Regions from separate parts of the Triticum aestivum genome. Here region 1 is linked to region 2. Evidence: chromatin contacts called from public Hi-C data. All regions are on one chromosome and are shown on one strand. Each heading gives the region's core, a stretch centred on a gene start, on an enhancer-like site or on the middle of the called end of the contact. The rest is flanking DNA. Distances are from core to core; before and after follow the strand shown.

Evidence for each region. A called contact is a pair of places that touch in the nucleus more often than the background predicts.
Region 1: a Hi-C map of leaf shows a contact between it and region 2, with 3 times the contacts expected there. The contact joins the promoter of LOC123103094 here to the promoter of LOC123103092 in region 2. A contact is called at or near these places in 2 of 5 Hi-C or Micro-C datasets (both in leaf).

The regions. Positions count from the first base shown.
Region 1 is chr5A:311,829,896-311,836,815 of IWGSC CS RefSeq v2.1, forward strand. LOC123103094 (scarecrow-like protein 9) reads left to right here and starts at 4,061. Exons shown (of 3, transcript XM_044524584.1): 1 at 4,061-4,399; 2 at 4,593-6,853. The coding sequence starts at 4,261. The coding sequence ends at 6,784.
Region 2 is chr5A:311,674,524-311,681,459 of IWGSC CS RefSeq v2.1, forward strand. It overlaps LOC123103092 (cytochrome b5), which reads left to right and starts at 4,489. Exons shown (of 3, transcript XM_044524583.1): 1 at 4,489-4,828; 2 at 6,354-6,420; 3 at 6,511-6,936. The coding sequence starts at 4,748. The coding sequence ends at 6,767.

The DNA of each region.
Region 1 (6,920 bases), core at 2,811-5,310, 150 kb after region 2:
AGCCACTAGTGAAACCTATGGCCCCCGGGTCTATTTTCCATCATATTGATCTCCCGTTAACAAGCTATTTCTGCGCCATTTTTATTTTGCTTTATTTACTTTGCATCTTTATCATAAAAATACCAAAAATATTATCTTATCATATCTATCAGATCTCACTTTCGTAAGTGACCGTGAAGGGATTGACAACCCCTTTATTGCATTGGTTGCGAGGATTTTATTTGTTTGTGTAGGTGCGAGGGACTCATGCGTGGCCTCCTACTGGATTGATACCTTGGTTCTCAAAAACTGAGGGAAATACTTACGCTACTTTGCTGCTTCACCCTTTCCTCTTCAAGGGAAAACCAACGCAGTGCTCAAGAGGTAGCACCTCGCTCGACGGATAGGGCCTGCGGTAGGACAATGATTCTTGATGCAGGACTCGTGCCAGTCAAGATGTTATTTGGACACACTCCCCCACTTCGATTCGTAACAAGCACATCTCGATGGGTGACTTCCAGCGTACAAATTAAGATCATATCTGGTCCAAACATAAATACATGGTTGTAAGCATTAAGACCTCATACCCGTACATCTTTTTATTATAAGTGTTTGAATCACTATTTGCTTGCTTGATCCGGTCAAAAGCTGGATTTGACACTTTAACATAAGCTTACTAGAGACCATTGCTTCAAGGGAATCTTCCTCTCGTGGGTTCGGTAACCCAGGGTCACCTCTCGGAAATAGGTGCGGATGCACTTTTCTGTTCCATTACCGGATCAATAAAAGGAGGTATTAAGCACTTTTTCTGGCGCCGTTGCCGGGGAGGAGTTTAGTATTCCTAGTATTTGTGTTTAGTGTTTTTGTTAAAGTTAGTTTTTTAGTTTTTACTTTTCTATTTTTAGTTTAATTTTTATTTTTGTTGCAAGTTTTGTCAGTTGAGAAAAAACAAAAATATTACTATGGCTCATAATCTTGGGAGTTATGCTACTCCCAACAACAACTTCATGCATCTACCTATAACACAACATGAGGTTGCAGCCGCTGAGTATGAGATTGAACCAAACTTAGTTTCCATGGTTCAAGGGGTCCAATTTGGAGGCTACACTTCTGAGGATGCCAGTATGCACTTGCATAATTTTACTAAATTGTGCAACATGACACACATTAAAGATTATGACCCTAACGCTCTAAAGTTGCGTCTATTTCCTTTCTTTGAGAGGAAAAGCTAAGGAATGGCTTCTAGCTCTACCCAGAGGTAGTATTACTTCTTGGGATGATTGTTGCAATAAATTATTATCTAAGTTTTGTTCATCTGCAAAGATTATGCAATTACGTTCTCAGATTACCAGTTTCAAGCAAGAAGAACGTGAGCCACTAGCGCTTGCGTGGGATAGAATGAAAGAAGCTATATGGAATTCGAGGGCCGACATGAATGATCGAACTCGCCTACAAAGCCGGAGACCAAGATAATGAAGCTATCCCGAGGAAGGAGCTCGTATCCTCGGTTTGGAGACAAGTTCAGGGCTACTGACGATGTCCTGAAATAGGGGGTGCACACCGCTTCAGCCTACTGTTCATGGGCGAGGCCGACAAGCCACAAACAATTGAAGAATGAGATCCACATGCCCTGGCCCCTGGCATAACCAAGATGGAGACCTCCGAAGAGTTGGCATACACTTCAAGGCGTGTTTGAATAATTGGCATGTTTATCCCCATGTCGTAACCGACCATATGTAAACCCTAGATGCCTCTGGTGCCTATATAAACCGTGGGGTTTAGTCTATAGAGGCAAGCTTTTCAAGGTTTAGAGGTTAGAACCCGTTCATACTATCTCGAGGTAGATCATACTGTACTTTATACCCCATCCACAATCAATATAGAAAGAGGGCCAAACCTGGGTAAATATCGCGTCCCTATTCTTCCTGTTACCATCGTTCCCAGCTCACCGACTCGGGATCCCCTACCCGAGATCTGACGGTTTTAGCACCGACATGCACTAGGACAAGAGCGTCATGTATATTGTCTCGTATTAATAGACTTCCTAGTTTTATCTATTTTCAAGCAATTTATCGTCAAAGGAGTTTTTGGATAAAGACAAGACAATAAGGGGACTTCCTCTCATTTCCTCACATAACGCTAAGCGGTTAAGGCAAACTTTCCCATCCAGACTTCACCGGCGAGCTTGTGGATTCTCCTCCCCTCTGTGTGCCACTTCGACAGCCGATGGCGGGAAGGAGAATCTCGGTGCCTCCGCTCCAGTTAGTAGTTTAAGTTAGTTTTTTTTAGTCCTCACACGTGCGGCGCTCGGACGGATGGTGGCGCTTCTTCTTTGAGTTTGTCTTCCGAGGTTCGATTCTTCTTGAGTCCGTCCATTTGGATGTAGTCGACAGAGCTCTGGCATAGATTCATGACGCCTCCTTGAGGTGGTGATGTTAGGGTTTGTCGTCATGTGGCCAGATTTGGTGTTAAGTGCTTTAGATCTATACAAGGGTTCAACGACGACGACTGCGACTCCAGCGCGCTGGTCCTTAGGGGCATGTGCATGAAGACTTTTCGGATCGCATCAACAAGGTCAAACTGACTCCGATAGGGCAGCGCGTTGACAGGCCCGGCCCTGATGGGGGGGGGGGGGTCAGGGGCCGGCCGCCCCGGGCCCCCGAAAGGTAGGGGGCCCCACGTATGTGTGCTCTGTGTATTAGGCCCGTGAAAAAAATTGACCCTGCGCTAATGTAGGTGTAACATGCCTTGTACGTGAAGGATTCTAAAAAAAATGCCTTGTACATGAAGGTGCAGTAGTGGGCAAGTAAATCAACGATTCCCTGAATTAGTGGAATTTCCGTTTCCCACGTGTAGGCCCACTGGCCCACACACAACAACATTAGCGATCGACCTAGCCTCAAACAAATCCCTTAAGCACACATCAGGCACAACTCCCGCCGCCACAACATCCTCCCGCTGAGGCCTCACCGATGCTTCCTCCTTCAACGGCGACTCGGGTGATTTCATGTTGGTCGGACAGGAGCAACAATACCCCAGTTTTGAACAACAGAATAGGTAAGCATCTTCTTGATTCATCATCCAAGAGCTATCTAGGTTCTGCTAGATAGGAGTAGCTGGTGAATTAGCGAAGAAGAGTAGGGTATAGTTGTCCGGCTTTCTGATTAATGAATCTGGCTGTGTTGGTAGTCGATGAAACACAATGGGGGAGAATGACTACTAGGATCCATGGAGTAGTGATACTAATAGCTGAGATGAATTAATTAGAGAATGCATGATCGATTTAATTTATTTAAGTGGCTAAATTAATTTTAGCATTGTAAATTATAAAGTAATTCTAGCTGCGTGATAAGGATCCGTTCAAATATTATTTTTGTGTGTGGCACACTATATATGAAATATACACTGCGCGCAACTTCCTTGGCAAAATTTAAAGAAAGATAGAATTAATATAATCATATTCGGTTAAATTACAAAACTAAGTCGACATGCCGTTTTTTCACTCCATCGATAAAAAGTTAAGAGTAACCCCTTTTAAAAAATATCAAAACATGCATGATGCATAAAGGGCCCCCGGTTTTGTTTTTTGCCCCGGGCTCCCGAAATCTTAGGACCGGCCCTGCGCGTTGATGACTCGTTCTAACATCGTTCGGTGGTCTTAAAATCTTGATATATTTTCTATTATGTTTGAGATTCTCTGCATTTTGATAAACTTTTATAATATATCTAATCATTTAGGAAAAACAAGAGTTTTCAGATCACGGCACAGATGAACGACGGTGTACGTGCGTGCGTGCCTGCCCATCAGCACACGTGCCAAAATGTATTTTGCTCACGAGAGGGAGGGTGTTTCTCCAACTCTTGCGTGGCGGGTGTAATCAAAGCGTAATCCTGCGGAGGGGGCGTCGCATTCGCGGTGCTGAAAAGAAGAAAACCCTCGCATGCAGGAGCCACCATCATCGAGGTTCTGGAAATCTCTGAGACCTCGATTATCTTTTACTCGACTTACTTATTAGCCAGCCACCATCACGGGACGCGATTTCTTTTTTCCTTTTACCAGCTCCGGGTCCAACTCCCGAGAGACCTCGCCGCTGGGGAACTGAGCAAAAGGAGGAATCCCTCTGCCCAGCCGCGCACACTTGATCCGCCTCCCCAATCAAATCACCCCTCTCTCCCCCCCTCTCTCTCTGTCTGCCCCTCGCCGCGCCCCCCTCTCTCCTCCCCCGCCGATCCCGCGCGGCTACCGGAGGCCCGGCTGCGGCGGCGACGAGGCGGCAGGCGATGACATCGACCCCGCAGCCTCCCCGCGATCTCGCGCACGCCGCCCCACCCGCGCAGGACCTCACCGGCCTCGGCCTCGGCCTCGCGGCCGCGAGGTCCCTCCGCCACCGTCCGCCTCGCCAAGGATCGATGCCTTCAGGTGAGCATGGTGCCAGCGTCAGTCCGTGATCCGCCTGTCATCGCCACCAGCCTGCCAAGTCCGTGAACTGCAGCGCTTTAGTCAGTGTGTTCCTTCCTGTTATTTTCTGCTCAGAAATCAAATAGATGGTTCACCCCAAACTCAATCGCTTGACATCTTCTCTCTGACTGAAGAATTCCATGATGTTTCGCAGGTTCTGTGGAGCACCAGACCATTTCAGGCTCACTGATCCACTCAATGATTCAGTTCTGCGGAGCACCAGAGTACTTCATGTTCAATGATCCGCAGCCGGTGATCCCACACCATGCGGCCGCGGAACCCAGTCCCAATGCTCCCGTGGCCACCCTCTCCAGGGCCACCAACACAGAGACCGACAACCCCGAAGACTGGGAGTTCATCTCCGACGAGTCGCTCAACTACATCAGCCGGATGCTCATGGAGGAGGACATTGATGAGAAGGTCAGCGTGTACCAGGAGGAGTCCGCCACGCTCCGTGCCACCGCAAAGCCCTTCTATGACATCCTTGGGCACAAGTTCCCGCCGTCCCCTGACCGCACGCTCACCACTTGGTCCCTGGACAGCCCCAGTGAGAGCAGCAGCAGCGGTCATGCCCAGTCCTTGTCCAGTGTGGGTACTAGCGGCAGCATCGGTGGTGCTGTTCATAGCAACCAGTGCCATAATGTTGGACACTCTGAGCAGCTGGAAGCTTATCGCGGCTTCTGTGGCCGATCTTCTCAGCCACTGGTTGCCTCATCAAGTGGTGTTTCTGATGCAGCAGAGTCACTAGAAGATCCTTTGATCACCAACGGCAGGATCCCCGAGTATTTGTTCGAGAGCCTTCCAACTTGGGATTTCAGGAGAGGTGTCGAGGAAGCACAGAAGTTTCTCCCTGGTGGTGATAAGCTAGTGATTGATTTAGAAGCTGCTGGTGTCTCAAAGCCTCAAGAAGCAGTGAAAGACATTCCTTTCAATGTCAGCAGGACAGAGGTCTTGAAGGCCAAGAAAAACAGACAGAGCGAAGATCTTGACTTGATAGAAGGACGAAACATTAAACAATCTGCATTCTGTTCCGATGAGCCTGATGATTGGGTTGAGATGTTTGATGATTTGTTTCGTCAAACTGAAAAGAAGGCTACAGTTCTGCGAGAAAAGATGCGCAGCGAAGCTTCCAAGAATTCTCAGGTCATTCAAACGAAAGGAACAACTGGGGTGAAGACACGGGGCAGGAAGCCGACAAAAAATGATGTGGTGGACCTTAGGACCATCCTCATCCACTGTGCACAGGCAGTGGCAGCTGATGACCGCCGAACTGCTAATGAGTTGCTGAAGCAAATAAAACAGCATTCTAAGGTAAATGGGGATGGCAGCCAGAGGCTGGCGTTTTGCTTTGCACAGGGTCTCGAGGCTCGCTTGGCTGGTACAGGGAGCCAGCAGTACCATAGGCTTGTAGCAAAGCGGACAACCGCGTCCGACATGCTTAAGGCGTACCATCTTTACTTTGCAGCATGCCCATTCAAGAGGCTCTCACATTTCCTCTCCAATCAAACAATCTTGAGCATGACAAAAAATGCAAAGAAGGTGCACATAATTGACTTTGGCATTTATTTTGGCCTCCAATGGCCATGCCTCATCAGGCGTCTCTCCAAGAGGGAAGGTGGTCCACCAATTCTTCGCATCACGGGAATTGATGTACCCGAGCCTGGTTTCCGCCCTACCGAGCGCATCGAAGAGACGGGACAGAGGCTTGCAGAGTATGCCAAGAAGTTTGAGGTGCCTTTTGAGTACCATGGCATAGCATCAAAGTGGGAAACCATCCGTGCTGAGGATCTCAAGGTTGGCAAAGACGAAGTGGTGATTGTTAATTGCCTGTACCGTTTCAGAAATCTTATTGACGAAACAGTGGCTGTAGACAGCCCTAGGAATAGGGTGCTCAACACTATAAGGCAAGTGAATCCAGCAATTTTCATCCATGGGATTGTGAATGGGTCATACAGTGTTCCTTTCTTCATCACACGTTTCCGTGAGGCATTGTTCCATTTCTCTGCATTGTTTGACATGCTTGAGGCAACTGTGCCGCGGGATGATGACCAGCGTAGGCTCATAGAGAGGGATCTCTTTGGCCGAGAGGCACTCAATGTGATTGCATGTGAGGGCTCAGACAGAGTCGAGAGACCAGAGACATATAAACAGTGGCAAGTCAGGAACCTGAGGGCTGGATTTGTTCAGTCTCCGTTAAACCAGGACATTGTGATAAAAGCCAAAGACAAAGTGAAAGATATATATCACAAAGATTTTGTCATAGACGAAGACAGTGGATGGCTCCTCCAAGGGTGGAAAGGAAGGATAATTTATGCTATAACTACATGGAAGCATAATAACAGTTAGGTTCTTCGTCTGCATGTCTCTTACACCATTGTTGAAGGCAGAGCTTGGCCAAGTCACCAGTATTCCAAGGTATGCACTGGGCTATTCTTAAGTACAATAGTATTAGTAAGTGGTTGTTTAGGTGCAACAATATTTG
Region 2 (6,936 bases), core at 3,239-5,738:
AGGTGAACCTTGTGTGCTTGCAAGAGACCAAGATTGATGTGTTTGATCCGTTTAATGTAATGTAATGCATTGGGCCATCTTTTGATGGCTTTGACTATGTCCCGGCGATTGATACGCGTGGTGGGATCCTTTTGGGGTGGGATACGACGGTCTTGGAGGTAGACAATATCATTAGGGATACCAATTCGCTCACCGGGCTGGTTCACAATAAGGATGGGTCAGAGTGGTGGATTACTGTGGTCTATGGTCCGCAAGGTGATGAAGCCAAGATGCAATTTATTCTGGATTTGCACAACACGAGGGCGGCGTGCCCGGGACCATGGGTGCTTCTTGGTGATTTCAACATGATCTTGCATGCTGATGAGAAGAGCAATAACAACCTCAACCGAAGGATCATGTGGAAGTTCAGGAAGTTTGTGGATAATTGTGAGCTCAAAGATGTCTACATGCATGGGAGGCGTTTCACGTGGACTAACGAGAGGGAACAACTGGTTCTAACCAAGATTGACAGAGTGCTCGTTTCAGTTGATTGGGAACTGAGTTTCCCGGATGTCCTTTTACAAGCCCTCTCCTCCATTATTTCTGATCATGCCCCCCCTACATCTCACCATGTTGGCCCCGTTCTGCTCTAAGAAAAGATTTCGCTTTGAGATGTACTGGACAAGACTAGAGGGCTTCGAGGAGGCAGTTAGGGAGGCTTGGGTGTGTGAGGATAGTATTGTTGACCCCTATAAGAGGCTGGACTCCCTCCTTCGCAACACCGCTGCAGCTCTACAAGCTGGGTGCAAAGGAAGACAGGGCACATCAAGACCCAGATGGCGGTGGCCAATTACATCATCTTGAGGCTGGATCGGGCATGGAAGATAGGGTGCTCACGCCCAAGGAACGATGGCTAAGGGGAACTCTAAAGCATGCGTTGTTACGACTGTCCTCCTTGCAACGCACCATTGACCGACAGCGATCGAGACTACGCTGGATCCAAAAAGGAGACGCCAACACCAAGCTTTTTCAAGCGGTGGCTAATGGACGAAGATCAAAAAACTTTATCCCTCACATTAGACATAACAACAAGCTGATCACGGATCAACAAAGGAAGGAGGAGGTGTTTACGGATGCTTTCCAACAACTTCTGGGTTGCGCTTCCACCAGAGAGGCTGACCTAAACCTGGACTTCCTAGAGCTTGACAGACACGACCTTTCTGAACTGGACGAAATTTTTACGGAGGAGGAAGTGTGGGATACGATAAAGGAGTTGCTGCCTAATCGTGCGCCCGGGCCTGATGGGTTTATTGCTGCCTTTTATCAGAGGGCTTGGCCCATTATCAAGAACGACCTGATGGCAGTGTTCATGAAGCTATATGTGGAGGATGGTAGGGGTTTTGGCAAGTTGAATCGTGCTCATATCGTCTTGATCCCGAAAAAACCAGATGCGGAGGTCGTGGGGGACTTCCACCCTATAAGCTTGACCCACGGTGCTGCAAAATTATTTGCGAAGATGCTGGCGAATCGAGTTAAGCGCAGGATGCCAGAGACCGTGGCTGTAAATCAATCTGCCTTCATAAGTGGCCGACACCTGCATGATAACTTTCTTCTGGTTCGGCAAGTTGCAAGGAAACTTCATGCTCGCAAGGAAGCTGCTGTCTTTCTGAAACTTGATATCTCAAAAGCTTTCGACTCGATCGCTTGGCCTTTCCTCTTCGAGGTGATGAAGCAGAAAGGTTTTGGGACCAAATGGTTGTCCTGGATCTCCATCTTGTTAAGGACGACATCTACTAAAGTGATTGTCAACTGGATCCCGGGAAAAAGCTTCCAACACTTGAAAGGGCTACGGCAAGGAGACCCGGTCTCCCCCCTCCTTTTTTTCATTGCTATGGACGTCCTCTCTAAGATCACGAGTAAAGCTGCTGATTTGGGTGTGTCTAGTAGGATTGCTGGGGTCTTTGCTACCTAGACGATCTCGATTTATGTGAATGATGTGGCTATGTTTGTCAAGCCTTCTGAGGTGGATCTGAGATTTGTTAAAGAAGCTCTCAAGATGTTCGATGATGCGTCGGGCCTTCGAGTGAACTATCTCAAGTCATCTGCAGTGATGATCCATGGTGATGCTTCTGACAGGGATAGGGTGGCTGCTTTGCTGCAATGCAATATGGGAACTTTTCCTTGCAAGTATCTAGGTTTGCAGCTCGCAATTCACCAACTTAGCCGTGCGGACTGGCAACCGATGGTAGATCAAGCTAAGCATTGCGCCCCGGCCTGGCAACGTGGGCTGCTCCAGAGATCAGGCCGTCTTGTGCTCGTTAAGTCTGTGGTGGCTGCTAAACCCATACATCATTTCATGATTGCTGAGGCGCCAGCCTGGGTGTTGGAGGAAATCGACCAATGGATGCGTGCGTTTTTCTGGGCTGGGAAGGACAAGGTGAACGGTGGGCAGTGCTTGGTGGCCTGGAACACGATCTGTAGGCCCATGTTCCTTGGGGGTCTGGGAGTCAGAAATCTGGAGCTGCAGGGGATCGCACTAAGAGTCAGATGGGAGTGGCTGAAACGGACGGATTCGCAAAGACCATGGCAAGGCTTAGCTATGACTGAGGACAGACAAGCCCGCACAGTGTTTGATAGCCTAGTCAAGATTGAGGTTGGAGATGGCACCAAGGTGTTGTTCTGGAGAGACAGATGGATTCACGGTTTTGCGGCCGCGGACATTGCTCCGCTTATCCATGCCATGGTGGCTACTCGCACGAGGAACAGACGCACAGTCAGTGAGGTTCTGGACAATGGCAGATGGTTGCAGGATGTGACTGGTGATCTCACATTCGTTGGGCATATGCAGCTTGTGCACCTCAACTTGGCTATTAGCACGATCAAGCGTGATCCGAACAGACCGGACTGCTTCTCTTGGCCGCCAGACCCCTCGGGTAGTTACACTGCGAGATCCACATATCATCGCCTTTGCCTCGAAACCCGGAGGGTGCCTTTCGCTTCTTGCATCTGGTAGAGTTGGGCACTTCTTAAGTGCAAGATTTTTGCTTGGCTGGCCGTGCAACATCGCATTTGGACCTCGGATCGACGTGCTAAGCATGGGCTTCAGGATAGACCCTTAGCTTGTTACACGTGCCTGCAGGAAGAGGACAACGCTGAGCATATTTTGATCCAGTGTGTGTACGCTAGGGAAGTTTGGCATGAGGGTCTCCAAGCCCTCAACTTGCAGGTCACGAGGCCGACTGAGAATGATAATCTGCTGGATTGGTGGCTATTAGCAAGGAAGGGGAGTGTCAAGGCTAACAAACGGGCTTTTGACACATTTGTGATTGTGGTGGCTTGGGCCCTCTGGAAACAAAGGAATAATCGCGTATTCAATAGAAGAAGTTAACAGAGTTCCTTGATTGAATTGATAGACGCGATTCTTCGTGAGCTGCATGAGTGGATTGAGGCCGGAGTTGGAGGTGTTGGGTTGTCACGTTTCGTGAGAGAGTAGGCTTAGGATCTTGGGTGTGGTTTGTTTCCGGGTGTTGCCTGAGAATGGATGTGTGCATCCATTCGTAAGGCATCTCTTGTAAATCTTATTCTCTCTTCTATAAAAATATGTTACGCTATTGGCGTACTCTCAAAAAAAACCTTGCAAAGGTTTTGCCAAAGGACAATGAATTGCCTAAGACTACTTACGAAGCCAAGAAGGTTGTCTGTCCTCTTGCATTAGACATGGTGAAATACCATGCATGCCTTAATGACTATTTGGGGCACGTGATTGATTCAAGGGTTCAATGATGACGCGTGCGACTTTGGGGCACTTGCATGGAGACTTCTCGGCTATTATCAACAAGGGCAAGCCGACTCTGATAGGTACATGGCAACATCGACGCCTCGGCGACTCGTTCAGGGCGGTAATGCTCGTTCGTGGCACAAGGTCCTCAATGTAATTTTTTTATTATGTCTATGGTGCTTTGTATTTCTTATAAACCTTTATAATATATAATAAATCTAGTTTTTTACGAAAAAAGTCTACTCCTCCCTCACTTCGACTAGACAGGTAGGTCCCACACAAATAGTTTGGTTCGGCTAGATAGGTGCAAACTTGGCCAGATGGGCTGACACGATACGTGTCGACCTGGGTTATATGGGTTAGGCACGCTAACTACACAGACCATGCCGGACCGGCAGGCGTGTTGCACTCCGTGGCCCAAGCACGTCATAGCAAGGAAACGGGTCAGCCCACCAGCACATTTAGCCCACCGGGGCGTCTGATTTTGGGTTGTTTGGGCCTATTGTGCTGATTTGAGGCTAATGTACAAAAAAAAGTCTGAAAAGAATAAAAAAAGTAAACAGGCCGTGTTGTACCGGCACACACATGCCCAGCCTCACGGCCCTAGTGGGCCACGTGCCGTGCCAGGCCGACCATGGGCCGGGCACGCGGGCTAACGTGCCGGCCTGCCTGGCCCAGCCCAGATGGCCACTTTGGGTAGGTGGAGTCGGAACGGGACGCCAAGAACAACGCGAGGAAGAAACGCAATTCGGGTGGAGTTGGACTTGTGGTTGTTGCCGAGCGCTTCCTCCCGTCTCCTCGCGATTTTTTATAAAAAGGAGAGAAGCGCAATCGTATCCCCAGCCAGATTCACATCGTATCGCATCGCCACCCACCTTTCCCTGCCGGATTCTTCTCAGGTAGCAGCAGCAGCTTGAATTCTTGCGGATCTGCGGCTGCGAATCCCAGTCTCGTATCAACTCGACCAGGCGGAGGAGAAGCAGGGGGAAGATGTCCAAGGCGGCGCTGACACTGGAGGAGGTGTCCAAGCACAACACCAAGGACGACTGCTGGCTCATCATCGCCGGCAAGGTATACGCACGCATCTTCTCCCCGCTGCCCCTCCTGATTGTTTCCTTGCGATTATTGTTACGCCAAGATTCAGTCTTTCTTTCTTTCTCTCGGAGGGTCGTGATACTGGTAGCTTGCAGCACAACATGCCCTAATCGATTTGCCAAAGCAATTGATACGTGTTACGTGCTGGCCTGGTACGATTAGAGTTATCCGCCGGCAGATCTGCACAGTACCGTCGGACTATTACTTGAGTTATTGGTTATGTTGAAGAAGAATCAGTTTGGTTTAGTACATGTCGAGCGATTCCTGGGGTAAATAGTTGGTACCTCTTTGAATTGTGAATTGGCCTGAGAGATTACACACTCTGGTTTACTTCCAGAATTTTCACCTGTCGGAACCGATAAATTACTGAGTACCCCGCTATATACAAGGTCCGAACACTTTTAGCGAGTGTGTATAATTTTCTGATGGTGGTCAGAAGAAACTAGGCTCTCACCCCGCTTTTATATACATAAAGCCAGAGTACCGATACAACCACGGTCCAGACCAGCAGACAAGGTCGGAACCGATGAATTGCGTTTATATTGCCGTGCAACCTTCTTCTAGTTGATCCTGCTCGACCTGGTTTGCAAAAAGGATTGCCCTTTTGGTTACCGTAGATTCACTAGTCAATTACCTTTTGCTATGTAAAAATAGTTGCATGTTTGGTTCTTGAGTGTTATGTTGCCCTTTCTAGGAAAAAACAAGAGGTTACTTACCGGTGATTAGATGATATTTTGACCCATGTTTGTTGCTCAAGCTTGTTCCATAGTTGCCACGAGAACATAACTACATGACCAACTATAAAGTTGTCCACAATTTCAGTCTTTCAGACGAGAACTAAACTCTCAGGTCCCAGACCAATTGAGATTCATTCTCCATCCTCTAGACTATATTTTACCCCCGTAAGAATCACATTTGTTAACCTTTTCCAATTCTCCATCTGAGTTCTGGACATAACTCTGAATCTTTTGTCATAGTTTATTTTTCATGTTTTATGCATCCAAAAAATCTGCCTTACAGTAACAACACTTAGGTCTTGGCTTAAGATAAAGATTTTAAATTATATTCATCAGTACCCTTTATCCCATGTGTACCAATGAAAAGCAAGTCTTTAACATTTATTTTAGCCCAAAAAAACTCATTTTATTTTTGTTTAAGCCTTGCAAAGTGGCGTAGTTTAAGGTGAATTTTTCATATTTTGTACAAACCTTGCAGAGTAGTTATGTTTATCTTTCTTCGGAACCTGAAAGTTCTCTATAAGCAGGCTTATATTGCATAAAGACAGATTTGATTAGCCTTTATTCACGTTGAAAGGGCTGCTTTCTTCTTGTACTTGTTTTATATGGCAGGAGCAATGTGGCAATGCTCTTTAATTAACACCGTTACTTTTATGTCAGTAGTGAGGCTTAGAATTGTTATAAATTTAGTTTAGAGGAGAATGGTTATAAATTTTGTTCCTTCTTGAGAAAAACAATCACTGACACTGTGTTCTAATGTTCAGGTATATGATGTGACCAAGTTTTTGGAGGATCACCCTGGAGGTGATGATGTACTGTTGTCCTCGACTGGTAACGCCTTCTTGCCATGCCATGCTTGCAGAAGTTGTGAACTTGTGATTTAGCCTAATAACTTGCATTAACACATGGGCCCTTTTACAGCCAAGGACGCAACTGATGACTTTGAGGATGTCGGGCACAGCACCACCGCCCGTGCGATGCTGGACGAGTACTATGTCGGCGACGTGGATACGGCTACGATACCTGCCCGGACAAAGTACACTCCGCCGAAGCAACCACACTACAACCAAGACAAGACCCCTGAGTTCATCATCAAGATCCTCCAGTTCCTGGTCCCCTTGGCCATACTTGGTCTGGCTGTCGCCATTAGGATGTACACCAAGTCGGAATCGGCTTAACCGGTGGCGGCATTGTTCTCTGGGTTATGGGGAAAAAATAGCTTTAAGGTGTTGGAATAAGTTAGTAGTTTGTCGCGTGATGTATCCATTCCAATGTACCGTGTGGTGAGTTGTTTGAATGTTGCAACGGTTTTGTCGTGAAACTGAAATTGATGGGACCAAGTTTTGT